3 separate regions of the Sus scrofa genome follow, and all the other regions are linked to region 2. The links are chromatin contacts, called in public HiChIP or PLAC-seq and promoter capture Hi-C maps. All regions are on one chromosome and are shown on one strand. Each heading gives the region's core, a stretch centred on a gene start, on an enhancer-like site or on the middle of the called end of the contact. The rest is flanking DNA. Distances are from core to core; before and after follow the strand shown.

Evidence for each region. Promoter capture Hi-C pulls out the DNA fragments that hold promoters and counts their contacts. HiChIP or PLAC-seq counts read pairs in DNA pulled down with a chosen protein or histone mark.
Region 1: a contact with region 2 is called in a promoter capture Hi-C map of liver, with 4 times the contacts expected there. The contact joins the promoter of LOC100627091 here to the promoter of ZNF112 in region 2. A contact is called at or near these places in 3 of 5 promoter capture datasets (fetal liver, fetal skeletal muscle and liver) and 6 of 47 Hi-C or Micro-C datasets (fetal heart ventricle, heart right ventricle, liver and 3 more).
Region 3: a contact with region 2 is called in an H3K27ac HiChIP or PLAC-seq map of skeletal muscle, with 8 times the contacts expected there. The contact joins the promoter of ZNF180 here to the promoter of ZNF112 in region 2. A contact is called at or near these places in 2 of 47 Hi-C or Micro-C datasets (heart right ventricle and skeletal muscle) and 1 of 2 datasets of contacts at active chromatin or transcription factors (skeletal muscle).

What each region holds. Positions count from the first base shown.
Region 1 is chr6:50,817,938-50,820,637 of Sscrofa11.1, reverse strand. LOC100627091 (zinc finger protein 227) reads right to left here and starts at 1,282. Exons shown (of 4, transcript XM_013988660.2): 1 at 1,210-1,282; 2 at 581-740.
Region 2 is chr6:50,942,607-50,945,306 of Sscrofa11.1, reverse strand. ZNF112 (zinc finger protein 112) reads left to right here and starts at 1,334. Exons shown (of 12, transcript XM_021097547.1): 1 at 1,334-1,422.
Region 3 is chr6:51,007,163-51,009,862 of Sscrofa11.1, reverse strand. It overlaps ZNF180 (zinc finger protein 180), which reads left to right and starts at 1,371. Exons shown (of 6, transcript XM_003355941.4): 1 at 1,371-1,629.

The DNA of each region.
Region 1 (2,700 bases), core at 33-2,532, 120 kb after region 2:
AGCCGTGTCTGCAACCTACACCACAGCTCACGGCAACGCCGGATCGTTAACCCACTGAGCAAGGGCAGGGACCGAACCCGCAACCTCATGGTTCCTAGTCGGATTCGTTAACCACTGCGCCACGACGGGAACTCCCACAAATACCATTTTTAAAAGTCAGAATACAAGACCATATAATTTCCAAATCAGCTGAGGGTAAATAAAAGGGAATAAACTGAAGTGAAGACAATAAAGGAGGGAAAAAAAATGGATAGCACAGTGAATTTGAATATATATTATAAAAATACTTTAAAGATTTTCAAAATGAATAAGCAGAATATTTTAAAGTATATATAGAGTACTTTAACGAAATATTTATATATCATATATATACTTTAAAACATTTATTTTTATTTTTGTATCTTTAAAATGTATGTAAGTGGGAGAGAAATCCAAACATACATATTAACAAGCAGATTAAACAGTCTCAGGTTTATTCAACAAATAACATTTTCTTAGTAATAATTTACTGAATGAAGGAAACCTGCGGATTAACTGAGAACTGATGCCAGAACAAGAAGGAGCTTTCAGTAATATTTACCTGGGGCTACGGTGAGAGAGGGCAAAAAGGGCCTCCTTCCCCTCTCCGAACTCAGGAGTGGCGAAGAATACAATGCGGTGGGACAGCGCGACTACGTCCGTCTCCCGGAAGAACTGCAGCGGACATCCCCAAGCACTAGCGCGGAGTGACTCAGTGCTTCCTAAAAAGAGATCAGTAAAAGCTCGGGAAGAGCTCGGCCTCCTGATGGATGACAGAAGGGCCATGGCATTGCTACTGGGGCGTCCAGTCAAAACGGCGCTGGTGGGAAAATTAACTGTATCAATAGCAAGAGCCAACACGTTAAGCGCTACCGGCGATCTAAGCTGTTGACAGATCTCACTTAATTCTAATCACAACCCCACCCAGCAGTTACCATCTCTCGCTATCTTATAGAGGAAAGCAGTGGGCACGGATAACAACTAGCCAGATATTATACCGGTAGAAGTAGCAGCGCTGCGTCGTAAGCGGAGGAGGAAAGCAAAGGGAATCCACACTTCCGCCCGCCGCCTCTCAGCCTCCACCGGGGGCCGCGACTTCTCCATCCTAAGACAGCCGACTAGGTAGCGACTAGTCCCCACGCTCTGGCCGAAAAGGCTCAGAGGGGTCGTAGGAGAGCAGGGTTGACTCACCTCCTGGACCATAAAGATGGTGGCTGCGTCCTTTTCCCGGGCCGGAAGAGCGTCTGACTACCGAGCTCCCCGGAACTACACTTCCCAGAAGGCCCATGAACCAAGGGCCGCAGACCCTTGCGTCGGGACAGGGTTGGGGGAATACATTTCCCAGAACTCCAAGGGAAGGAAGGGCCTTCCCCGCCCACTTAGAGGTTCTAAAGGAAACGGAACAACATGAACTCCAGGGAGTTCTCAGCCAGCAACTTTCAGAGACACCTTCACTCGGAGGACCTGAAGCAGTTCTCTGATGCCAGCTGCCCTAGTTCTTTCTCATTGATAGGAAGTATTTGAAGAGTCATTGTCTTTATTTTTTTATATCTTTGGTCTTTTTAGGGCCGCACCCACGGCATATGGAGGTTCCCAGGCTAGCGGTGCTGTAGCTGCCAGCCTACGCCAGCCCCACAGCAACGCCAGATCCGAGCCGTGTCTGCAGCCTACACCACAGCTCATGGATACGTCAGATCCTTAACCCACAGAGCGAGGCCAGGGATTGAACCTGCAACCTCATGGTTTCTAGTCAGATTCGTTTCTGCTGCGCCATCACAGGAACTCCTGAAGGGTCAGAATCTTAAAAGGACTGTAAGAAACCCTACCAGGAAAAAAAAAAAGGGGGGGGTGGTGGATAAGAGCCTTGATAATGCATTTTTAGATACTTTTTATATACAAAAAGAATGGAAGACCAAAAAAAAAAATAGGAGTTCCCATCGCGGCTCAGTGGTTAACGAATCCAACTAGGAACCATGAAGTTTCGGGTTCGATCCCTGGCCTTGCTCAATGCATTAAGGATCCAGCGTTGCTGTGAGCCGTGGTGTAGGGCGCAGACGCGGCTCCGATCCCGCGTTGCTGTGGGTCTGATGTGGGCCAGTGGCTACAGCTCCGATTGGACCACTAGCCTGGGAACCTCCATACGCCGTGGGAGCGGCCCCAGAAAAGTCAAAAAGACAAAAAAAGACCAAAAAAAAAAAAAAGAATGGAGTTCCCGTCGTGGCTCAGCAGTGAGGAACCTAACTAGTATCCATTTTGACTGTCTCTAATTTATGTATCCTGTGTTTATCCTTTGAGAAGAATATTTGCTAACTTGTTATGGGTGGTCATTCTTATTTAGAATATTTTAATGATCTAAAATATTATCAATAATTGTATGTCAACTTTTGAATGCTATGAAAAAATTGGTCAATTTTGCAACCGATGAAAGTGAGATAAAAGGATCACTAAAGGTTCTATTGTTCCCCTTTATTGTTTCCTTAAATCCATTTCAGGAATTCTGAATAAAATCTAACTGAACTGCAAGCCCCTGTTTCAGGATGTTGAGTGGCTACACCAGCCACAAACACTGAAGAACTTCATCTGCCAGTCTCCCACTGGTTGCTAAGCACACTCTAAAGAACGGGACATTCTCCCTCAACAAAGGAGCACATTAGCTAAAGAAGAGACACATCAGAAACCAAG
Region 2 (2,700 bases), core at 85-2,584:
ATATTATAATGCTTTGTCTGTATCAATACAGCTCCCTCCTTTTGTCTTAGGACTCACATTTCATAATCAGCAATTAAAGCCAAGAATATGTGGAAAACATATGCTGCTGCTTTTTTTTTTTTTTTTTTTTTTTTTTTTTTTGTCTTTTTGCTATTTCTTTGGCCACTCCTGCGGCATATGGAGGTTCCCAGGCTAGGGGTCAAATCGGAGCTGTAGCCGCCGGCCTACACCAGAGCCGCAGCAACGTGGGATCCGAGCCGCGTCTGCGATCTACACCACAGCTCACGGCAACGCCGGATCGCTAACCCACTGAGCAAGGGCAGGGACCGAACCCGCAACCTCATGGTTCCTAGTCGGATTCGTTAACCACTGCGCCATGATGGGAACTCCGTGCTGCTGCTTTTTGTCCTGGTCAGTGGTTGCATCTGTTTCTTGTGTATTCTTAGCATCCATGTCCATTCATCACAGAGCGAACAGCTCAGGGAAGGTAGCAGCATCAGAGTTCTAGGTGCATTCACGCCCATGTAGAATAAAAAAAGGCAATCCGGTCTAAGTAAGGTTGAGATCCTGTACTCCTTACATTCAGTGCCCAATGTAGGTCAACGAAATTTCCTCTTAGTATTGCATTTTTTTGCCTACAAATCGCTTTCTTTATATCATTTATTCCCTTCTCCCACGTTCCCTCCTTTCCTTCCTTCCCTTTTTTTTTTTTTTTTTTTTTTATTTCCCACATTCCTAACTTATCTGGTTTCTAGGGGTATTTTTTTGGGATAGGTAGGTGGGTAGGTAAATAGTATGCTTTGGTGGAGTTTGCTTTGTTTTTGGCATGTTTGACAGAAAAAAAATTTTAGAAAAAAAGCAAAGGGGAGGCCGAACTCGACTAACAGCATAGAGTTAATTTATTCTGAGTCTCCTAAAGAGAATATCGACTATTCAATTGTTGACTACCCGAAAGAAAAAGCGCAATCTTGCGGAAAGGGCTGCCGGGAAGGAGATTCGGGAATTGCAGTTCAGAAGATGCACAAGATCAGAAACAATTACGCTCTAGAAAAGCTCTTTTAGTGCATAGTCGGCTGGAGAAAATACATAAATGCATAGTAGACCGCTCTATCTTTGGAAGCATTTCAGCTCCAGGAAGGCGGGAATTGCGGAATTCTTTCAGGACGGCGAGGCTGTGAAGTAGAATCCACACTCTCAGCACAGCAGCCGGAACTTCCGCCCTGGGAAGGCGACGAAGTGCCTGGGAATTTCGGGAAGTGTAGTCCGGCAACACTGTAGTTGGATAACTTCCGCTACAGAAAGCTGAGGCCGTGTCCCTGCTCCCGTCGGGAATTCTGGGAAGCGTAGTCCGGGGGATTTGTGTAGGCAGAGTCACTTCCGGTCCAGGTACGCGAGGCCGCGGCCTTCATTCCTCTCGGAAAGGTGAGTCTCCCACAGCTTTGCAGAGCCCCTCTCCTCGTGTCCACACTGGCCGTTCTTGGGTTTGTTGTGGGCCACTAGCGACCCTGCCCTCGACCTTGGACAAAGAATCCGCTGGCAGCGAAGGGCAGAATTGGCGCTCCCTTTGAATGAGCCTTCTGGAGCGCGGGGCTGTGGGTGCATCCCCGGTTTAGGGGCCCAGGCCAGAGCCGTAAATCGCTGGGATTGAGGGTCTTCTGGGTTCTGTACTTTCCCAACCCTTTACCCGACCACCAGCTCTAGCTGCCGCTTCCCACCGGTATAATATTAGGCGAGTATGTCAGTGTCTCTGCTTCTTTTGCTCTTCTTTAAAGTTGGTATAAGTGTCTACCTAATAGGGCTAGTCTGAGAATGTGCAGGAAAAGAATCAGAGGCTGGTTTGTGAGCAAAAATAAGTCTCTTGTTACTAGTATCTTTAAACTTCTTGAGAAGTAAGTGCTTAGTTCCCCAAAAACGTCTTTGAGCCCGGGATGGGGTCAGAGCTCCTGCCTCAGTGTCCCTGGCCTTTCTCTGATCCCTGAAGAAGGCGTGGCTGTATCTGGTTTTCTAATCATTTTTTGAATTTTTTTTTGGAAAGGGTCGCTCCTGGCTGTGGTCTGGGACGTCCACTGTAATTTATGTCGGAGCGCAAATGAAGTTCTGATTTTGCTCAGCCTCCGTTCTTTTCCCTGTGTCAACTTTAAAAAATGCACAACATGAGAATTGTGAGTTAAGTTTTATTTGAGGGCAAAATGAGGACTATAGCCTGGGAGGCAGCATTTCAGAGAGCTCAGAAAAACTGCCCCAAAGAGGTAGGATGGAGGGTCGGTATATATGTGATTTTGATGAAGGGGGAGATACGTGCAACCAAGGACACATTTGCAGAAGGCTGCTGCTAGTCTCGAGGAGCAGATGTCTCCTTGAAGGGTTTGAGTGCTTTTCTAGATGCAAGAATTGGGCTCATCAAATCTTCTCCTGAAAACATCCATCTGAAGACCTGGTCTGCCAGTTTTCCCAGGGCACCGAGTGCCTCACTCCTGATCTCCACCGTGAAGACTCTCAGGGGATGTCGAGGGTCTGCAGCTGCAGCAGCTCATGATTCAATCCACGCAGAGACTGATAGCAAGTGCCGATCTCCGGTTCACACCTGCCTTGACTTGGAAAAGGCTGCAGCAAGGAGGGAACGACCCTTTGGCTCCAGGCAGCAGAGCCTCACCTGAGCAGGACTTAGCATCCTTCTTCCTCTTTTGTCATCTTATACGC
Region 3 (2,700 bases), core at 122-2,621, 65 kb before region 2:
TTCATATAGCATGGAAATTTCAGCTTCCCCCTGGGTGGGGTGGGTATGGGAAGTTAATGTGATGTGAGATGTTAAAGTGTTTAATGTAGGGCCAGGAAACTTTATTCAAAACAAATACTTAATTGAGCAGCTATTATGTGCCAGGTACCTTAGGTGCTGGGGATAGGGCAGTGATCAAAACAGATATAAATCATTTCCTTTATGGAGCTGACAGTCCAGTGGAAAAGGCAGATAAACAATAGACTAAATAAATACCTAAAGTACATAGAATATCAGTGAAAAGTTCTTTCTTTCTGCTTGCTTTTTAGGGCTGATCCCACGGCATAATGAAGTTCCCAGGCTAGGGGTCGAATCGGAGCTACAGCTTCTGGCCTATGCCACAGCCACAGCAACATGGGATCCAAGCTACGTCTGTGACCCACACCACAGCTCACCGGATCCCTAACCCACTGGGCGAGAGTAGGGATCAAACCCGCATACCATGGTTCCTAGTCGGTTTCGTTAACCACTGAGCCACAAAGGGAACTCCAAGTTCTTTAGAGAAAAAAATAAAGATGGGAGGAAGCAAGGAGTACCTGGGAGTGAAGATTTCTTTTGTAAGTTTACAATGGTTGGGGGAAGGTGGGGGAAATACCTCTTGAGAAGATGACACTAGCCTAAAGATAGGGGAATCCTCAGAGGTAGAACCTGCCAGGTAGCGCAAACAGCACACACCAAAGTCCTGAGGTGAGAGCCTGCTTGAGTTGTTGGAGAAAATGTAAAGGCCATCGTGACTGGAACTGAGTCTGGAAAACGGTCAAGAGATGAAGACAAAGAGTAAGGCGAACGGATAGGAAACCTCCTTAAGCCCTTATAGGTAGCAAAGAGAAAATTCAATTTAAAAAACAAAAGGACTTCACTATCATTAAGTACAAAACCAGACTCTCGAAGGGCTTGATAGGAGCTCCCTGGGCTGTATAATGAGTTTGTAGCAACTATCTTTCCCGTGAGGACAAAAGGAGACCATGCACGCGGAGCGTCTGACCAGGCAGCAGGTGCCCAGGAAGGGTCCCCGTTGTTTCCATCCGGATCCTGTTTTCACTGCCATTCCGGGGCGTCAAGCAGAGCCCAGAGGCGGCCTTTTCCAAGCCAGCCACGCCTCATGCATCAGGGCCTTGGCTCGGCCTCCGATCTTGCTACTTCCACTCCGCGGGCAGCAAAACCTCAGACACTCAAACTCGCAGATCCCTGCTGCAACCCTAGAGCCCCCTTCTTGTGTAGCTGCGTCCCAGCGCAAGCCGCCTCTGGGGAACTGGAATCCACCCAATCGCAGCCCGAGCCGCCGAGGCTTCTGGGAGTTGTAGTTCTGGCTCTCCGAGCGCAAGCGCACTTCCTGGTTCAGCCAGAAGCGTAGCCATTGTCTTGCGCGCGGACGCTTTCTGTTTCGGCGCACCTCGGCCCTTTGGAAGTTAACGCGAGAGGCCTTGCGGATGCCGACCACGGGAAGGGACAGAACTAGCTTAACCCTAGTCTGTCGTGTGCAGAGTCGGGGCAGAGAGTTGCTTAACCGAGCTTGTCCTGCTGCAGAGCTGTGCTGGGCACTGAAGCTGGGACGGGCCCTGTTTGGTCCTGGAGCTGGTGGACGCCCAGGTTGGTGAGGGGCGGGGCAGTGCCGGGCGTCCCATGAGCGCATGCGCAGGGTTTAGGCGGGACGCTGCGTTTGAGAGTGTGGGTGGGAGCCCTGGGAACCGTGTGGCAGTGCTTTAGCCTCTGGTGGCCGAAGTTGGTGATGATCCTAGGAAAGCTGAAGATCTCCTGGCTGTGTCCTGCACGCGTGCGCGGTTACGCCGTCAGGTGGTTTGTGTGGGAGAGCCTGAGAATCCCGCCTCCCCTTCATCGAAGGCTGGGCTTGCTTAGTGGAGGACCTGAGGATGACTGGGTTGATGAAGTGCTCAATTGCAGATGCTGGTTCTCGGAGGAGAGGGCATCTGCCATTATTTCCAATACTCCTGAGCAGGTGTGTTTGAGCAGGTAACAGGAGGTGGGAAGTGAGGTTCTGGACACTTGGCTCTGGGATTCTGGAGCAGACACCGCTCTTTTTCGACGCCTGGGGCACCCTGGGTAGTGGACAGACCAAATTGGAGTTGCAGTTTCTTGCCTTAGGAGAGGCACTGCTACTTCAGTGACTGCACCCCCTTCTCCCCTCCGTGGGAATGGCTGATGGACTACAGATTCTTAGCTTGGTGGAGGGACTAGAGCCTAGGTCAGATTTAGGCGGAGGGCACGTGCGCATGTTACAGGTGCCTGAATGGGAAGCAGGAACTTGGACTGGTGATCCTGGGACCCATGTAGGAGACTGCAGAGTCCTAGGACTTACAAGTTTTGCTCGGAGCCCAGGAATGACAGGGTTGCAACAACTCCCATCAAATCGACAGCTGTTGGGGGAGGAAGCCAGATGCTGCCCACATGATTATGAAGTAGGTGTTCCCAGGACCTTTGCTGGGCAGCTCAGCTTGCAGGCTTGAGGATGCGCCAGTTGATAGAGGGAGAGAATCTGGGCTGCAGATTTAGACCTGGAAGGGGCTGGACTCTCATGGCACCCAGGGACTCACATTTGGGTTGTAAGAAGCAAAAAGACCCAATTCCCATGGGAGCTGCCTTAATATGAGCTCAGGAACCCCCAGGCTGGTGAATGTGCAAGTCCTAGGCCTGATTCTGGAG